Linked DNA regions of Mus musculus: all the other regions are linked to region 5. Evidence: chromatin contacts called from public HiChIP or PLAC-seq and promoter capture Hi-C data. All regions are on one chromosome and are shown on one strand. Each heading gives the region's core, a stretch centred on a gene start, on an enhancer-like site or on the middle of the called end of the contact. The rest is flanking DNA. Distances are from core to core; before and after follow the strand shown. Region 1 holds the start of Pdcd11 (programmed cell death 11). Region 2 holds the start of Sfr1 (SWI5 dependent recombination repair 1). Region 3 holds the start of Ubtd1 (ubiquitin domain containing 1). Region 4 holds the start of Zdhhc16 (zinc finger, DHHC domain containing 16). Region 5 holds the start of Slf2 (SMC5-SMC6 complex localization factor 2).

Evidence for each region. Promoter capture Hi-C pulls out the DNA fragments that hold promoters and counts their contacts. HiChIP or PLAC-seq counts read pairs in DNA pulled down with a chosen protein or histone mark. Capture Hi-C pulls out chosen DNA fragments and counts their contacts.
Region 1: an H3K27ac HiChIP or PLAC-seq map of double positive thymocytes shows a contact between it and region 5, with 6 times the contacts expected there. The contact joins the promoter of Pdcd11 here to the promoter of Slf2 in region 5. A contact is called at or near these places in 1 of 39 promoter capture datasets (pre-B cells) and 1 of 115 datasets of contacts at active chromatin or transcription factors (double positive thymocytes).
Region 2: a promoter capture Hi-C map of pre-B cells shows a contact between it and region 5, with 3 times the contacts expected there. The contact joins the promoter of Sfr1 here to the promoter of Slf2 in region 5. A contact is called at or near these places in 1 of 39 promoter capture datasets (pre-B cells) and 1 of 484 Hi-C or Micro-C datasets (erythroblasts).
Region 3: an H3K27ac HiChIP or PLAC-seq map of large pre-B cells shows a contact between it and region 5, with 5 times the contacts expected there. The contact joins the promoter of Ubtd1 here to the promoter of Slf2 in region 5. A contact is called at or near these places in 1 of 39 promoter capture datasets (cranial neural crest) and 1 of 115 datasets of contacts at active chromatin or transcription factors (large pre-B cells).
Region 4: a contact with region 5 is called in a promoter capture Hi-C map of liver, with 3 times the contacts expected there. The contact joins the promoter of Zdhhc16 here to the promoter of Slf2 in region 5. A contact is called at or near these places in 2 of 39 promoter capture datasets (cranial neural crest and frontonasal cranial neural crest), 1 of 115 datasets of contacts at active chromatin or transcription factors (large pre-B cells) and 2 of 9 other capture datasets (adipose tissue and liver).

What each region holds. Positions count from the first base shown.
Region 1 is chr19:47,089,224-47,092,366 of GRCm38.p6, forward strand. It overlaps Pdcd11 (programmed cell death 11), which reads left to right and starts at 1,543. Exons shown (of 36, transcript NM_011053.2): 1 at 1,543-1,644. It overlaps Atp5md (ATP synthase membrane subunit DAPIT), which reads right to left and starts at 1,424. Exons shown (of 4, transcript NM_023211.5): 1 at 1,350-1,424.
Region 2 is chr19:47,730,323-47,733,310 of GRCm38.p6, forward strand. It overlaps Sfr1 (SWI5 dependent recombination repair 1), which reads left to right and starts at 1,434. Exons shown (of 4, transcript NM_026377.2): 1 at 1,434-1,499; 2 at 2,308-2,666. The coding sequence starts at 1,487.
Region 3 is chr19:41,980,482-41,983,634 of GRCm38.p6, forward strand. It overlaps Ubtd1 (ubiquitin domain containing 1), which reads left to right and starts at 1,282. Exons shown (of 3, transcript NM_145500.3): 1 at 1,282-1,527. The coding sequence starts at 1,458. It overlaps Mms19 (MMS19 cytosolic iron-sulfur assembly component), which reads right to left and starts at 655. Exons shown (of 31, transcript NM_028152.3): 1 at 518-655. The coding sequence starts at 632.
Region 4 is chr19:41,932,116-41,935,053 of GRCm38.p6, forward strand. Zdhhc16 (zinc finger, DHHC domain containing 16) reads left to right here and starts at 1,330. Exons shown (of 11, transcript NM_023740.3): 1 at 1,330-1,550; 2 at 2,623-2,768. It overlaps Exosc1 (exosome component 1), which reads right to left and starts at 1,199. Exons shown (of 8, transcript NM_025644.4): 1 at 1,137-1,199; 2 at 934-1,049. The coding sequence starts at 1,167.
Region 5 is chr19:44,929,483-44,932,527 of GRCm38.p6, forward strand. It overlaps Slf2 (SMC5-SMC6 complex localization factor 2), which reads left to right and starts at 1,637. Exons shown (of 20, transcript NM_001081225.2): 1 at 1,637-1,968. The coding sequence starts at 1,829.

The sequences.
Region 1 (3,143 bases), core at 293-2,792, 2.2 Mb after region 5:
GTTTTAGGACAATGACCTTTTTTAACAGTTAATATTGTTAACAATGCCCTGTATGGAATTTTTATTTTATTTTATTTATCTCAGTCTGTAGCCCCAGATGCCTGTACTCACTACATAGATTAGGCTGGCCTTGAAATTACAGAGATCTGCCCAACAGTGTTGGGACTAGAGGGACAAGCCATTCACACCTGGCAATAGGAACAAATAAAACTAAAATGTCCTGTCCTTGCAGTCATGTGCAAGCTTAGAGCCATTTGGTAGTGGAAAAAAATCACCAAAGACTAATAATTGTGAGCCTGTGAGTTAGTATTTTTTAAAAAAATGTACTACTGTTGAACAGCAGCCTGCTACAAAGTCTAAGCTGACAGGTTTTGCTTCTGTTTCTAAATAATCCAATAACTACTATTAAATACCACCAGCCTTTCCATGTGAAATGGGCATTTCATTAAAGTCTTGGGGTGAGCAGCTGCCCTTGCTTTGTAACAGGCTCCTGGATACAGCTATTCCCGTCTTATGGGCACCTATCTGGAGTAGTGCCATCACCAGGTATAAGGAAGATGAAAGTCAAAGGACCACAAGCAGCAAACAGCCTCTGTGGAAACCCTTGCACTGATCAAACACGGCAGTGACTCTCAACCTTCCTAATGCTGCGACCTTCCTTCTGTTGTGGTGAAACCTCTCTTCCCCCTCCCCCAATAAAATTATTCCGTTGCTCCTTCACAGCTGTAATTTTGCTACGGCTAGGAGTCTCGTAATGTAAATAAATATTTTTGGAGATAGAGGCTTGTCAAAGCGATCATGATCCACAGGTTCAGAACCGCTGGGATACAAAATCTAATCCGTTTTTAGAGCCCAGGCCTGGAGAACCGCAGGGCCATTCCACGTTTACTCTGGTTTTGACAAAGGCCACGGCGCAGGTAAAGGAGACCTGGTTTCCCGATCGCAGCTCGGAGGAAACAAATCGCTATGGCCATAGAGGCCAAGACACACGAACTCTGCCAGAGATGGGGTCAAAATCCAGAGTCCTCTCTCAACATCCACTGGATGGATGACCTTGGGGAGCTCCCCTCTCGACCGGCCTCACTCCCAATCCACACTGGGAAGTGGGGCATAAGGCTCTCCGCTAACCGTGCGAGCCCTGGGGCGCTCGTCACTCGCGGTGCTGAGGCTTCCTAGATCCGCCATGGGGCCCTGACCCTCATTTTCTCCAGCGCCTTTCCCATTCCCCAGCGTCTCCCCGCAAAAAGAAAACCTCGCGCTGTTCCGGGGCTGGAAAAACGGCCAGACTCTAGTCGGCCCTACAAAGCTCAATCACCGGACCGAGCAGCCAAGAGCGCTTTCTCACCCACCTTCGTCCGAACCCCAAACTCGGCGGCCGATGTCCTTCAACAAACCTAGCGACGAGCTCGGCCCGACCGGAAGACGCCCCCTCCCCGCACGCGACCGACAGGCCGCGACGACTCGGCCCTCGGCGTGGATTGGCTATAAACGCCAAGTCCCGCCCTTCTACTTCCCGTTTCAGCCGGCGTCAGACCCGACGTCAGAACGGAAGTAGCCCTGGTCTTACCTACGCTCGTGGACGAGTCGCGTGGAGCTGTCGGCTCCCTGTTCTGCGCGTGCGATTGCGTTGAGACGCTCCGTGAGGTATGCGGCGGTGGGAGCCTTGGGGCTGATGACACGGGAGCTTCGGCGTGGAGGGAGGAGACTTCATGCCTGTCACCTCGGCTTCCTGGCCTGGGTCTCCGGGTTTCGTGCTAAGCACAGTTGGCTTGGGATGGGAGGTCTTATTCCCTCAATCCCCTCGGAGCTAGCAGTTCATGCAAGCCATGCTGTCCTCTGCAGGTACCTTAAGTGCCTTCTCTACGTGATCGCCAGACTGTTTGGTGCCTCGGTCTCATCGGGTCTATAATGGGAACTATAGAGTCCCAGCGAAGTAGACCTTGTGAGCTATACTGTTTCTACGAAGCATGCACCCATAACAGAACAAACCTTACATTTTTCGTTCGTCGTCCCTTTCACAGTCTCACTCGGCTACTAAAGTTTTCTTCCTAGGTATCCCAGAACCAACCAGGCTGCCCTGCGTCTTCATTTATACCTCGTCTTGGTTCTCATGGTTTCCCTGATGTGCATCGTTTAAATCCTTACACTGGCTTTCACTTCTGTCCAATCTGTAGACTGAGGAATATTCTCCATTATTTTGTCACGTTCCCCATGGCTCTGAAGTACCAAGTAAACGCAAACTATTAATTTTTTAAGTATCTTTCACCAAAGAGCCAAATTATTTTCTAAAATATAAGTTGTTACCATGCTTTATTTTCCCTGTAGCTTAATTGAATAATTCAGCTTTTTAGAAAGCCTTTGAAGAGTTGTTTGACAGGCAACTGGTTGGTGTATTTTGAGAAATAAACTTTTTCTTTCTTTCTTTCTTTCTTTTTTTTTTTTTTTTTTTGAGACATAGTTTCTCTGTATAGCTCTGGCTGTCCTGGAACTCACTTTGTAGACCAGGCTGGCCTCGAACTCAGAAATCCGCCTGCCTCTGCCTCCCAAAGTGCTGGGATTAAAGGCATGTGTCATCACGCCTGGCAAACTTTTTCTTGTTTCTCTGTTGTTGTTGTTGTTGTTGTTGTTTTTAGCATTGTCTACCATCATATTTCTATTTACTATTATTATAGTTATTTTTGAGACAGGGTCTCATTATGGAGTCCTGTCTTGTCTGAAACTCACAGAGATAGGCCTTCCTCTGCCTCCCAAGTGCTGGAGTTAAAGGCATGGACCACCAGACCCGGTTCTTTATTTATTTAATGTACAGCTCAAAAGCATCATTCTTATGAAGTGTTCATCTTTACAGAATCCTGCCACTTCTCTTTTGTTTATGCATTATAATCTGACTTGTATCTTAAATTACTTTTTTCCCCCCTGAGACAGGGTTTCTCTGTATAGCCCTGGCTGTCCTGGAACTCACTCTGTAGACCAGGCTGGCCTTGAACTCAAAATCCGCCTGCCTCTGCCTCCCAAGTGCTGGGATTAAAGGCGTGCGCCACCACTGCCCGGCTTACCTTAATTTACCTACATTTTGTTTTCTAAATAATGTATGTTTGGCGGTATGGAATTATATATATATACACACACCTCACATAATTACA
Region 2 (2,988 bases), core at 184-2,683, 2.8 Mb after region 5:
TTGCTTTAAGTCAATTAGGGAATGACGAATATGCTTGACTAAATGTTCCTTTGGTGTTTTGCATGATTCTAGCTGCCTCTCATACATTATCATTGAATTTCCCTGTCTCTAGGAGGTGAATATTGTTCTCATTTACCAAGCCATCGAACTGAGGTCCACGGCCACACTACACTCCATTGCACAAAACAAAAACAAACCAAAGAAGAAACCGTGGTGCCAGGACTCTAATCTAGGCAATTGCAACATCTGCAGATCTAATCACCTCATTAAGTTCCTTTAGGTTCTGTATTTATTAACTGACCGCCTAGGAGTCTAATCAGTTCTTTCGGGTTACTTTAAAGCCACTATTAGCAGATATTCGGAAAGAGAGCTGTCCCTTATTACAAACTTCCCAGTGACTCACAAGTTAGCTCAACTTCTCTACACCCACGGCTCCACCCAAGCTAGTTCATTTTGCTGTTGCATAGCAACAGAACATCCTGAACACTAGAAGGCCGTGCAGCCTCCCAGAGTCTAGCAAGGGGCCTCCTGGGGGCCCCCAGAGCCTAGCAAGGGGGCATCCCGGGAGTCGAGCCAGGGTCTAGCAAGGGGCCTCCCGGGGGCCCCCCAGAGTCTAGCAAGGGGCACCCCCAGGAGTCGAGCCAGGGTCTAGCAAGGGGCCTCGGGGGGGGGGGGGCAGGATCAAGCAAGGGGTTTAGTTCTCAAATATCTGAATTCTAGTCCGAACCTGTCGGATCGACCGCGCCCCGCTTCCTGTTCTGCGCCATAATACACTTCCTTAGGTTATTTTTTTCTCAGATTTGACCAAAACATGTGAAGCCAAGCAGAGGTGGGCACAGACCAAAATAAGGGGGCGAGTCCGCAAGGCAGGCTGGGGATGCCCTCTACTGTTTATGCAGAGACACCCACATAGACTCCGAGCCAGCAGGGAGCCGAGCGGGCCCCGCGGTTTCCGGCCCTGCCACGTCTGAGGAAAAGCCTTTGCGGTGGGGAAAGCCGAGCCTGCCAGGGGGCGAGCGCTGCCAGAGGGCGGTGCTCTCGGGCGCGCCACCCTGACGATACCCACCCCGCCCCCAACCCCACCAGGGAAGCTGCTCGGGAAGGCAGCTGGCACCGCAACTCCCAAAGGCAGTGGCGAGCGGAAGCGCGCCCCCCTCAGGCCCCTCCAAGGGCCTAACATCGTTTTTTCCATGGACGCCACCCCACGGCTGGCGGCCGCGCGCGCGTAGCCGAGCCCTGGAGCGCGCCGGCCAGCCCTGCCAATCACGAGCCGCGCCCGCCTCCCGCCAGGCCCCGCTCCGCCCCGTGGCCCAGGCCCGCGGCCCGCCGCGCACGCGCAGTCGGAGCTGTACGGAGCACATCCGCCTGCTCCGGCCAAGCTAGCCAATCGTACGTCTCTTCTCCGGTGAGGCTCCGCCCCCGGGGCGAGGTCAGTGGGCTGCGGGCGCTCCGCTGGCTGTGTGTACGGTGTGTCGCCGCTGTGAGCATGGCTGAGGAAGGTACTGAGCTTTCTCCCTGGGGTTGGCCTGAGCGGCAGGCCTGCGGGTGTCTGGGTATCTGACGGAGAAGCTCTCTCCGGCGTCGCGGGAGCTCGGCCTCCTGCTCTGTGGGATAGAGGGCTTTCTGTGGCGAGGGAGGCGGAGGAGTGGAGGAGGAGGGCTACGGGGTTGCTGAAGAGAAGGGAGCTGGGGGGAGCGCGCTTTCTGTGGTGGGGGGACGGGGTGGGGAAAGGGGGAGCTGAGTGGGGTGCGGGGACGGGGGGAGGGCTTTCTGTGGTGAGGAGGGAGGGGAAAGGGGGAGGGAGAGTGGGCGGGGCTTTGTGGAGAAGATGGACGGGGCTGGGGAGGAGGGCGGAGTCTTTGACCATAGTAAACCCAAAGGGGCAGATGCTGCTTTCTGACACCTCGGGACTCGTTCTTGGTTCTAGGCGCAAAGCTTTTAAGAGTCAAGATTCAGGCTGTATTGCTTTTATTTACGAAATTATAACAAAAATTAAAGTTCTTGACTAGTTATAGTTCCCCTTCCTGAAACGCAAATTTTTGGGGGTGTTTTGAAGGGAAAAAAAGAAAGACAGTGAGATACTAGCTGGTTTATTTGTCGTGAAAGAAACAGGACTTGGTTACTTCCCCATGTGGAGAGGTAAATGGAAAATATGAGAAGAATTAGAATAAATTATAGCTACATGTAATTGGAAGAAATGGCTGACTATTTTTGGTGTTTAGTTCACTGAAGAAAATTTTGTTCAGAAAAATTGAGGTCTGTTTTGAGATAATTTGATTATCATTCGCGTCTTTTCTTTTTGATAAGGAAATCAGGAGTTCACTTCCAAGATGGAAAACTCATCAGATTCAGCATCGACTTCACCTGATGCTCCTCAGCCCAGTGAGAATCCACCATCACCACCGACTTCACCTGCCGCTCCTCAGACCAGTGAGAATCCACCATCACCACCGACTTCACCTGCCGTTCCTCAGACCAGGGAGAATCCACCATCACCACCGACTTCACCTGCCGCTCCTCAGCCCAGGGAGAATCCACCATCACCACCGACTTCACCTGCCGCTCCTCAGCCCAGGGAGAATCCACCATCACCCCCGACTTCACCTGCCGCTCCTCAGCCCAGGGAGAATCCACCATCACCCCATTCGAATAGTTCAGGAAAACAAGTATGGATATCTGTGTTGTCCTCTATCCCCCACCCCCATCTGTTCTGTTCCAGAGTATTCTGATAGTGCCAGTTTTAAGGCTACTGGAGTGTGAATTAATATGTAGCTCATACCTTTCTAACTGCCAAGATTTTCTTCTTGAATCGGTTCATTTTGTTTAATTTCTTATGAGGTTACTGCGATGCTCCAAACCAAGGAAACTTGAATCTGTACAGTATTTCTTAGGGGGAAGTCTTTGGTAGCAGGTCTTCTCCTTAGTTTATAGTTCTGAAGCATTTCTAGTATTATCAGGCAAATACTAGCTGCCAGTGGCAGGCGAAGT
Region 3 (3,153 bases), core at 32-2,531, 2.9 Mb before region 5:
TTAAAGACACTAGTCATCTACACGCCCACCGACCTAGAGCCAGACTGGCTCCTCCCCTCCTCCATCCAATTACAACCACTCAAACAGCTGGAGCGCACGCTACTTCCAGGAAGGCAAGAGGCCGGAGCGTAACCCTTGGAACCCAGACCTTCTCACCTAACACTCCGCAAACAACGCGGTCCTGCGGTGCAAGCACCAGGTTTGGACCAGAACACCCGAGTCCAAGTCCCAGCTCCACTTCCGGACTCGTCTGTGCCTTGCACAAGTCTATTACTCTCGGAGAAATGTAATGATTCTCTATGGACCACAGCGAGATGCGGAATGTAAAGAAAGCTTTAAGGAAGATGCAAGCGACTCTCCAACTTGTTAGGGCAGTAGCGCTCCCAGCGGGGGCAGAGCGGCCAGAGGACCAATCACAATCACCTCTCCCTTCACTCCCTTCCCGCCGCGCGCGGGTGCTGAGGCCGCTCCCTGCGGTCCGGCCCCTGCAGAAGCCTCGCGGCGTTGTTTGCCATACCTGCAGCCACCTGGTCAGCGGGCCCCTCCTGTTGACCCATGACGAAGTCTTGCACGAGGCCACACAGGGCGCCCATAGGCGCCACTGCCTCCTCCAGACCGGTGGCGGCAGCCATGACGCTAGCCAGAGATTGTGGGAGGGGGAAGTGGGTGTGGCTACGAGATGTGTCTCTCCGCGCACGCGCCTCCATGGCCAATAGTTGGGCGCAGACTTCAGGGGCGGGGCACCTCCAGGTCACGTGCCTGCCGGCTCTGGGCCAGGCAGTCCCTTCAGGGACCTAACGGCCCCTCCCCAGAGGGCGGGGCCTGGGCCGGGGCGCGGCTCCGGGAGGGGAAGTGACTGCCGGGCACGCAGCCGGGGCGGTTGAGGGCGCATAATTCCCGGCCGCTCTCCCCGGGAGACGGGCGACAGGGCGGGCACCTGGCTGGGTGGGGCCGAGGGGCGGTACGCATCCTGGGAAAAGCCAATGAGAAAACCAGACCCGGCCCGAGGGGCGGTGCCGTCGGTCACATGCGCACCTGGGGCGGCTGGCGACCGTGGCGCGGCCACCCCAAGCGGGAGGAAGGGAGCGGGGCCGGGCCGGGGCGGGGTTAGGCAGGTGAGTGACAGGCTCCGGGGGGCCGGCCCCAGCTGGGAGCTCGGAGTGATCCTGGAGTAGCTGCGGCGGTGTCCGCCCCCTCCCTCCGCCCCTCCAGCCGGGCTGGTCTCTGGCCGGGCACTGTCGCGGGCCCCCCTGGCCTGGCCACCTCCCTCTCCGCTGGCCCGCAAAGTTTGTGGCGAAGCCGGCGTCGGGCAGAGCGCTCCCCAGGGGAGATCCAGGAGCTCTCGATGTCGGGCTGCGGGAGTCGTTGACCCGGGGACGCCGCGGTTCGGGGCAGCAGCGTGGAGCAGCCGGCCGACCGCCGCCTCTGGTGCATGGGGGACCGGCTGAGAAGCCAGCATGGGCAACTGCGTGGGGAGACAGCGCCGGGAGAGGCCGGCTGCTCCGGGACACCCCCGCAAGCGAGCAGGTAACGCCAGGAAAGGCAGCGGGGTCCCGGCGCGCTGCCAGTTGGCCCTTGCCTTGCCCGAACCTTGGGGTTCCCGAGCGACCTCGCTCGGCGCCGGGCGCTTGGGTTCCCCCACGGCTTCTCGGAGCCAGACGGGGCCCTCCCCGGCGCGGGCTGTCTGGGAAGCGAGTTGGGGTAACTGCGAGCGCTGACCCGGCCGGGAGGCCAACTCGCTCCCACCGGGAAGCTGGGGATGGGGGCGGGGGCAGGAAATGTTTCCAGACCGCGACGAGGCTGGCGGAGGGGGCCAAGCGAGTGCGCCGCGGATCTGGCAGCCCCGGCCAGGGTCGGCCGGCGGCCGGCCGGGGCGCGGCGTGGGCAGCCTGCGTCCCCAGAAGTCGGAGCGATCGAGGCGAACACAGTCGCTCATTCCAGCGAGTCACTGTGTCATTATCGGGCTGCAGGTCGTTGTCTGCGGGAATCCGACTTGTAAAAAGCAGTGCAGGACCATGGAAAATAGAAATCTTTATTTCCTCCCACCTCTCCACACGGCTTTTTGGAGCCTCGGTGGCTGTCTGGGAGTCTAGGAAAGGTGGGGTGCGGGGTGAGCGTCGCCTTCGTGTTTGTTAGGAGCGTTCTCAGCTCTTGGAATGGGATCCCTCTCAGCCATGAGAATGGGATCTGCTCTCTGGCAATCTTCGAAGCTCCAGTAGCGCGGTCTCACTTTCTTGGTACACCAGCCCTGTCCTGGCGCTTCGTTTGAGGGTCATTTCCCTGTCTTGTACTCTCTTCTCTGGGGGTGTTGCAAAGAACTTATGCAAATGATAAACTGTGGCGCGCAAAAAGACCTTCAACACTGGACTGAATTTCCAGATCTACCTCTCTTTTATGTAAAAACACAGATCCAGAGAGGTTGGGCAGCTTCCCCTAAGTCACACAGTGAGTTAGAAGTGCAACTGAGGTTGGAATCCGGTCTCTTCCCCCTTGTTACCACATACCCCTTTATGTAAGAGGAGCCACAGGCGCAGTTGTTAATGAAGTGGAAACTCTAGTTGGAGTTTCCTGTCTGCTTTGACACTGAAGGTGTGTTGTTTTGCTTGTGTAAACTGGGAAGGAAGATGGGGAGAAGCACAGGGGAAGCTGGGAAGGATGTGTGTGTGTGTGTGCTGGACAGGATGACTTGTGCAAGCAGAAACGTTTTTATGGGAGGATGGAGTAAAACTTACAAATTCCTTTTGAAAGCAACCCTGGCCTTTCTTCTGACCAAGGACTTTTGTTCGTTCATTCATTCATTCATTTATATCATTCATACATTTGATCAAGCAGAAAGCAAATAATTTTGATTTCTTGTATGCTCCATCCTTGATCTTGCCTCGTGTTTTTATGGTTGACTACCCTTTCCTACCTCAGTCTCCGAACTGCTTTCTATCTCTGCTATCCTTATCCTGGTTTCCTTTCTCTATCATTATTTTTTTCCAGTTTTGAGGGTCAGGAGTTTACAGAAGCATTCTGCCATTGAATTGCATCTCTATCCTCCGATTTTCCTTTTCAATTTCTCTTGCCCACCCTCACCTGTTATACACCAGTGGCTCAGTCTGACAATCTGGGTTTCCTCATGACACTCCCTCCCAGAGATAGCTTACTTAG
Region 4 (2,938 bases), core at 80-2,579, 3.0 Mb before region 5:
CGATGCAGTGACTAAACACACAGGCTGAGGCTGACTTTATCTCCAGAACCAACAGACTGGAATCTGTTTTTACAAATAAGCTCAACACAAAGAGAGATGTTTAGGTCTAGCCAGTTCCTAAAGAGTTTTTATTTTTTCGGGAGATTGGATCTGTGGTCCCAGGGTCAGCATACTACGTAAGCTCTGTACTGATGAGCCACAAGTCTAAGGTTTTAGTTTTTATTTATTTTTTATCGTCTTACATGTATCAACGATTGCTTTTATCTGTGCCTGTTAGAAGCTGGGGATACGCTGGTGTACCACCAATCGTGGCTCCACTTAAATGTCTAGTTGGGCAAGAATCTAGTGATCAAGAGTAACATTTAAATAAGTGCCCTGGAGGGAGATTCTTGGGCATATCGATCCTTCTGCCACCAAACCCACTTTTTTTTAGTCAGAAGGTCCAGAAGGGCTTCTCTGGGAAAAAAAAAAAACAACTAAAAAAACCGATTAAATAAAGGGGTTGAGCAGGAGTGTGTTCCAGATAGACGACACGTGAATTGCACAGGCTTCGCGACAAGAGCGAGCTTAGTGCACTAAGACACTGGAAATCGCCAGCATTACTACATTGATGTCAGTGACGTGGGACACATGAAAGCGGAGGGGTAGTCGAGATGTACCACGTGAGGAAGCTCTCGGCTGGCTGGGCTACTCTTACATTTGCGTGCTTTTCCCTCCACTTCCTTCTGTGTGCATCCACAGAACTTAAGTCAGATTAACCTAACGGGTGTGCGGCCGGTGTGCTTCAGCACAGCGCAGAGATCACAGCCGGGAGACCAAAGCGTTCTGCGGCTGAGCCACCAAAGACGCGTCCGCCCGCTCTGCCTGTGCCCAAGGACCGGAACTCAACGGCACCCGGAGAGGGAACGCGCGCTGGGTAGCCGCTTCCTTTACCGCGCCATTCTCGCTGGTCTTCATCAGGCAGCCAGCCAGCGACGAAAAGATGTAGCCATGCCGGGTGTAGGTGCCGCTGCCGGGGCTGCCTTCCTCCAAGTTACACAGACGTTCGCCTGCAGAAGACAAGCTGCCTCAGCCACGGGCTCCCAGAAGCTGGTTGCCACACAGCCTGGAACTGCGTGCGGAGACCGCTCACTTACCGGGGATGCAGTACCTCACCGGTGGTGCCATGCTTGCCACCATCCACAACCCGGATGAGAACCAAGACGACTTCTCATTGGTCAGCTAGAGGAGCGGCCTCGCAGTTACACGAGTACCAATTGGCGCCTTCGACCGCACGGGGTGTAAGAGCGAGGTCTGACTCCATTTCCCAGGCTGCCCCGGGACAGATCTCTGGGCGTGCCTTTGCGGGCTCCGGGCCTCGCGCCTGCGCAGCTGGGTGGTGATGGGCGGGCGGCGGGTCCCGGTCCGCTGGCTAGCGCTGTGGGCTGAGGGCCATGGTGGGTCAGCCTTAGCTCGGCCCGGCCTGGGTCCTGAGCTGGAAGGGGAGGCAGTGGGTGGCGGACAGGGAGACTGGGCCTAATCTGGCTGATTGAGAAGCTGGCAGGAGGCAGGTAAGAGTAAAGGCGCGGTTCTTGCTTCCCATCCGAGTCCCGGTGTCCAGGCCTTTAAGTTAAGTTCCTGATCTCTCTACGACCTGCCCTGCGTGGATGCGTCCTCCTAGGTCCGAACGCATTTTCAGCCCCAACTCGCCCATTTCATGAGTTTGAAGACTCAGATCCAGGTTTGCTTTGTACAACAAAGTGTCGAAGTTGGTTCGAGACAGCCCAAGCTTAAGCCGATTTTTTTTTTTTTTTTGGACCTGAGCCCATCATAGATGGACCCTGCTGCACCTGGAGACACAACCTTTTTCTAGTTTTGTAGAACGACAGTTTCTTCTCTTGCAGGCAGATACTCTATAGAGTGTGAGCTCCTTAACTATGAATGAGCAGCTTGACGTTAGCATAGCATTCCTTTTGCTTTTTTTTCCCTTTTAGCATGTTAGCCGGGAAAGAAGCCTTCATTAATAGAATATTGTGCTTTATTGATATCTGACATCAGCTTGAGGTGGCAAAGGTTCCGGGAGCAGCAGCTTTTTCCGGATGAAATTTGCCATGACTTTGATCTCACTTTCATCTATTGGCTCTGGAGTTTATTGCTCTCTCCCCTTCCCTCCCTGTCAGCCAGGCTTCTTTGAGATACAGATGGTGATTTAGGGGAGTGCTCTTGCCTGCTAATCTCTAATCTGGTGGCAGATGGCCACTGTGGCCTGTGGGTCCTACTGAGAGGTGGCAGTACTTGGAGTGTGGAGAAATTATGCTGGCTTTATTCCTCCTCCGTGCATTCAGGTCATTCGTGCCTTCCCGCCACATTTAGATGTAAATACGACTTTGCTTTTTCTCTGTTTCCTGAGGGAAAACTTTTTCACTTGTGGCCCATTTAATACGTCTTTTTCTAGCCTCGTCATTATCCTGATATCCCATTAGGCTGAGGGGAGAGGGTCCTGGTCTCACTCTGTTCACTCAGAGTTGATAGGCACCACAAGCTTTCCATTTTACGGGTTTGATTTCCGGTTTGATTTGTCCTCTAGGTTATTGATCTCTAGAGCTATGATTCTAATACTGGTTTTATTTCTTTGTTAATCAGAAAGGATGAGCGCAGCAAATACTTGGGTGTTATCACATTGGTGAGAGTGTCTTTGCTGGCTCCTGTACAGCTGCCAGCCTTTCCTGTTCTGCATCTCTCCAGGTCATTCATTCAACAAGTATTTATTGAATACTTCTACAAGCCAGGTATTAAGATGTTTATAAGCATTTGATTTAAACCTTGGGCATATGTGTGTATATGTATGTATGTATGTACACGCATACATTTGTATGTATAAGAATTTAAGGTTTAGAGAAGAAGGTTCCAGGACTACTTATGGAAAGATTTGAACCCTAAATAGGGTATACATAGATGA
Region 5 (3,045 bases), core at 387-2,886:
AATTTGCTCCAGCCAAGTGAGGGAACATTCCTCTCAGTTAGAGCCTGGACATTTTTGAGATTGATAGGATTTGTTTTCTTTTCTTTTTTTTTTTTTTTAGTTCCTTTGAGACAGGATCTTGCTACATAGTCAAGGCTGGACTCAATGTCTATTTCTTTCTCTCTTTAAAAAGATATCTTTTATTGCATTCATTTCGTGTGTGTATACGCTGACAGACGTCATAGGATAGCTCACCGCACTGAATCAGTTCTCTCCTTCTGCCATGTGGTCCTGGGTCATGAAAGCAAGTTCCTTTATACCATGAACTATCAGCACAGCCGCGGCCTTCTCTCTTGACCCTCCACCTCCGTCTCCCAAGTACTAGGATTACAATAGGATTACAAGCCTTCCCTAAAAAAAAAAAAAAAACTGGCCGGGTACTGCAGGAAATCTGAAGCCCAAAGGAAAGAGAATCTTGTATTTGTACCAATTACACGAGAGAATCTAAACCTGTTTACATTGCTGGGTTTTATTACTTAAAATTACCCAGAGAAGATGGGCAGTGGTGGCCCACGCCTTTAATCCCAGCATTTGGGAGGCAGAGACCGGCCATTTTTCTGAGTTCAAGGCCAGCCTGGTCTACAGTCAGTTCCAGGACAGCCAGGGCTATACAGAGAAACCCTGTGTGTGTGGGGGGGGGGGGGGGAAGTGGGGGGGACAAGGGAAATTACCCAGAGAAGTGAGTAACTATACCCATTCTATACACATGGGAAGTGAAGTTTTAAATTACTCTGACCAGTTCCTCGGTCTGCAAAAAAACCCAGCTGGAGAGATAGCTCAGTGGTTAAGAGTACTAGTTGCTACTTCCAGAGGTCCTGAGTTCAATTCCACCAACCCTAAGGTGGCTCACAACCTCATGCTCTATTGTCATTCAGGCATACATGCAAATTGAGCACCATATACATAAATAAAAACTTAAAGAAATCCAACCTAACAGCCTCTTCAAAGCACAAGTCCTTTACTGATAAGGAAAAGAAGTCTATGTGCTGCGACTTCATGGGGAAACCCATTAGAGACAAAACGCTTTGACAGAATAAAAATGTCTAATTCAATGACTGAGTGCTCCCCCGCCCCCTCCCTTACAAAACAAAACAAAACAAAACAAAAAAACGGAACAACTATATCACAGTATAGAAGATCCCTCACAGAACGGTCAAATCACATTATAAGAGAAGGAACAGAAAGGAAATGGTGACAGCATTTTGGCCTAAGATGCCAAAGTGACTATGAAATATTAGGGCAGCTGTAGCACAATCGTCACAAATGTTGGCCATCTTCACTACAGACAGCTGCAGGCTCGGTTTTACTTCTGCAAATCTCACCCCTAGCCCTCGATCAGGCGGCTGTCGCCAGCTGTCGTAACACCCGCCACTGCCTCTTCTTTCCCACTCCCACGCACCGGCCAAGGCCGCCGCGGCCCCGACGAGGAGGCGCGCGCCCCAGGCGCACGTGACGGGCCCGGGGAGGGCAGTTTTCAATCTCCCCTCCCCCTTCCAAAAAACCCGCCCTCTCCCGGCAGGCGGAGGCTTTCTATTGCGCTACCACCAGAGTGACCCTCAGGTCAGCCAATCGCGACGCGGCACCTCAAGAAAGGCCCGCCCCCTGATGGTCCTCAGGTTCCTTCCCGCTCACACCGGAGTCACTTCCGAAGAGAGAACCGCCATGAAGAGAGTAGGGGGTGCCGCCCACCTCTGCACCGACAGCCTCCCCGAGTCCCAGCAGCAAGACGGCAACCACGCACCCAGCTTCTCCAGCCACAGCTCATGCCGCCGTCGCCAGCGGCGCCGACATGACAAGGCGCTGCATGCCCGCTAGGCCAGGTTTCCCCTCATCCCCAGCCCCGGGGTCGTCGCCCCCGCGCTGCCATCTGAGACCCGGTAGTACCGCCCCTGCTGCAGCGGGAAAAAGAACAGAGAGTCCTGGGGACAGGTACAGTGCAGAGGGCTTGAGAAGGGGCCGGGTCGCGGGGGCACGGGTATAGGGGAGGACTACGGACGGCTGCTCTTCAGTTCCCGCCATCCTCAGCGAGCTCAGGCCTTGATGTTCTGGGGCCTGCAAGCCCTCGCCCCGCCTCCGCGCGGGGGCTTCTGGGAGTTGAAGTCTCCTTTTCTGTAGTTGAGGTGTTGCTTTTGGTCTAGTGACCACCAGCCTAGATGGCTGCGGAGAGCCCGCTTTAGGTAGAAGGTTGTTTTTCTCCTTTTCGAGCGCTTGCCCTGGGGCCCTCCCTTCTCGAAGCCTCTATTTAGATCGTTCTGATCCTGGTGGTTTCTTGAGTTTAATTATGTAAGATGTGATAAGGAAAACCCACGAATTACTTAATAGTACAGTGTACACGACCATTCATACTAAAAACATTTTTGGAATGCGCCTGTTTTCTCTTTGAGTGACTTTCTCCCTCACCAACAGACCTTTCTTTTTCTATTTCCTTTTTCTTCCTTTCTTTTTTTATATGGTAAGGATTTTCTGGGAGCTATGTAATGATGGAGAATTTCATCATATGACATCCTCTGACAATAAAACATTCAAATTATCTACGAACTTGGTACTGTCTTTTTTTTTTTTTTTTTAAGAATTGGTAACAGACGTTTTAAGTTTATGCTTTAATATTGTAGCACAGATTCACAATCCTTTATCTTAATTCTGAAGGACAGAAGGCTGTGAAAAACAACTATTTTCATTGCTTCCTACCACAGCCGCCTTGGCAGCCAAGCCAGGTTGATCAGAGCTAATATAAGGTTTGTGGGTGGTACTGAGTGTGAGTGTTGATAAGCTTTGCTGGAGAAATAGTAATATTTTGGCTACAGGTTGCAGCGCCAGATCCTGCTGGGGGCTGCACATAATACATTCAAGTTATTTCCCCTCCAAAATCCAATAAATTGAGAATTCTAACACGTTTGGTTCCAGCACTTTCAGATTAAAGGCTTGTAAAACTGTCATAATTTTTTTTAACCAGTTATACATAAGTAATGGATATTTCTGTGTGCTTGAACTTAGGAAACAATTATT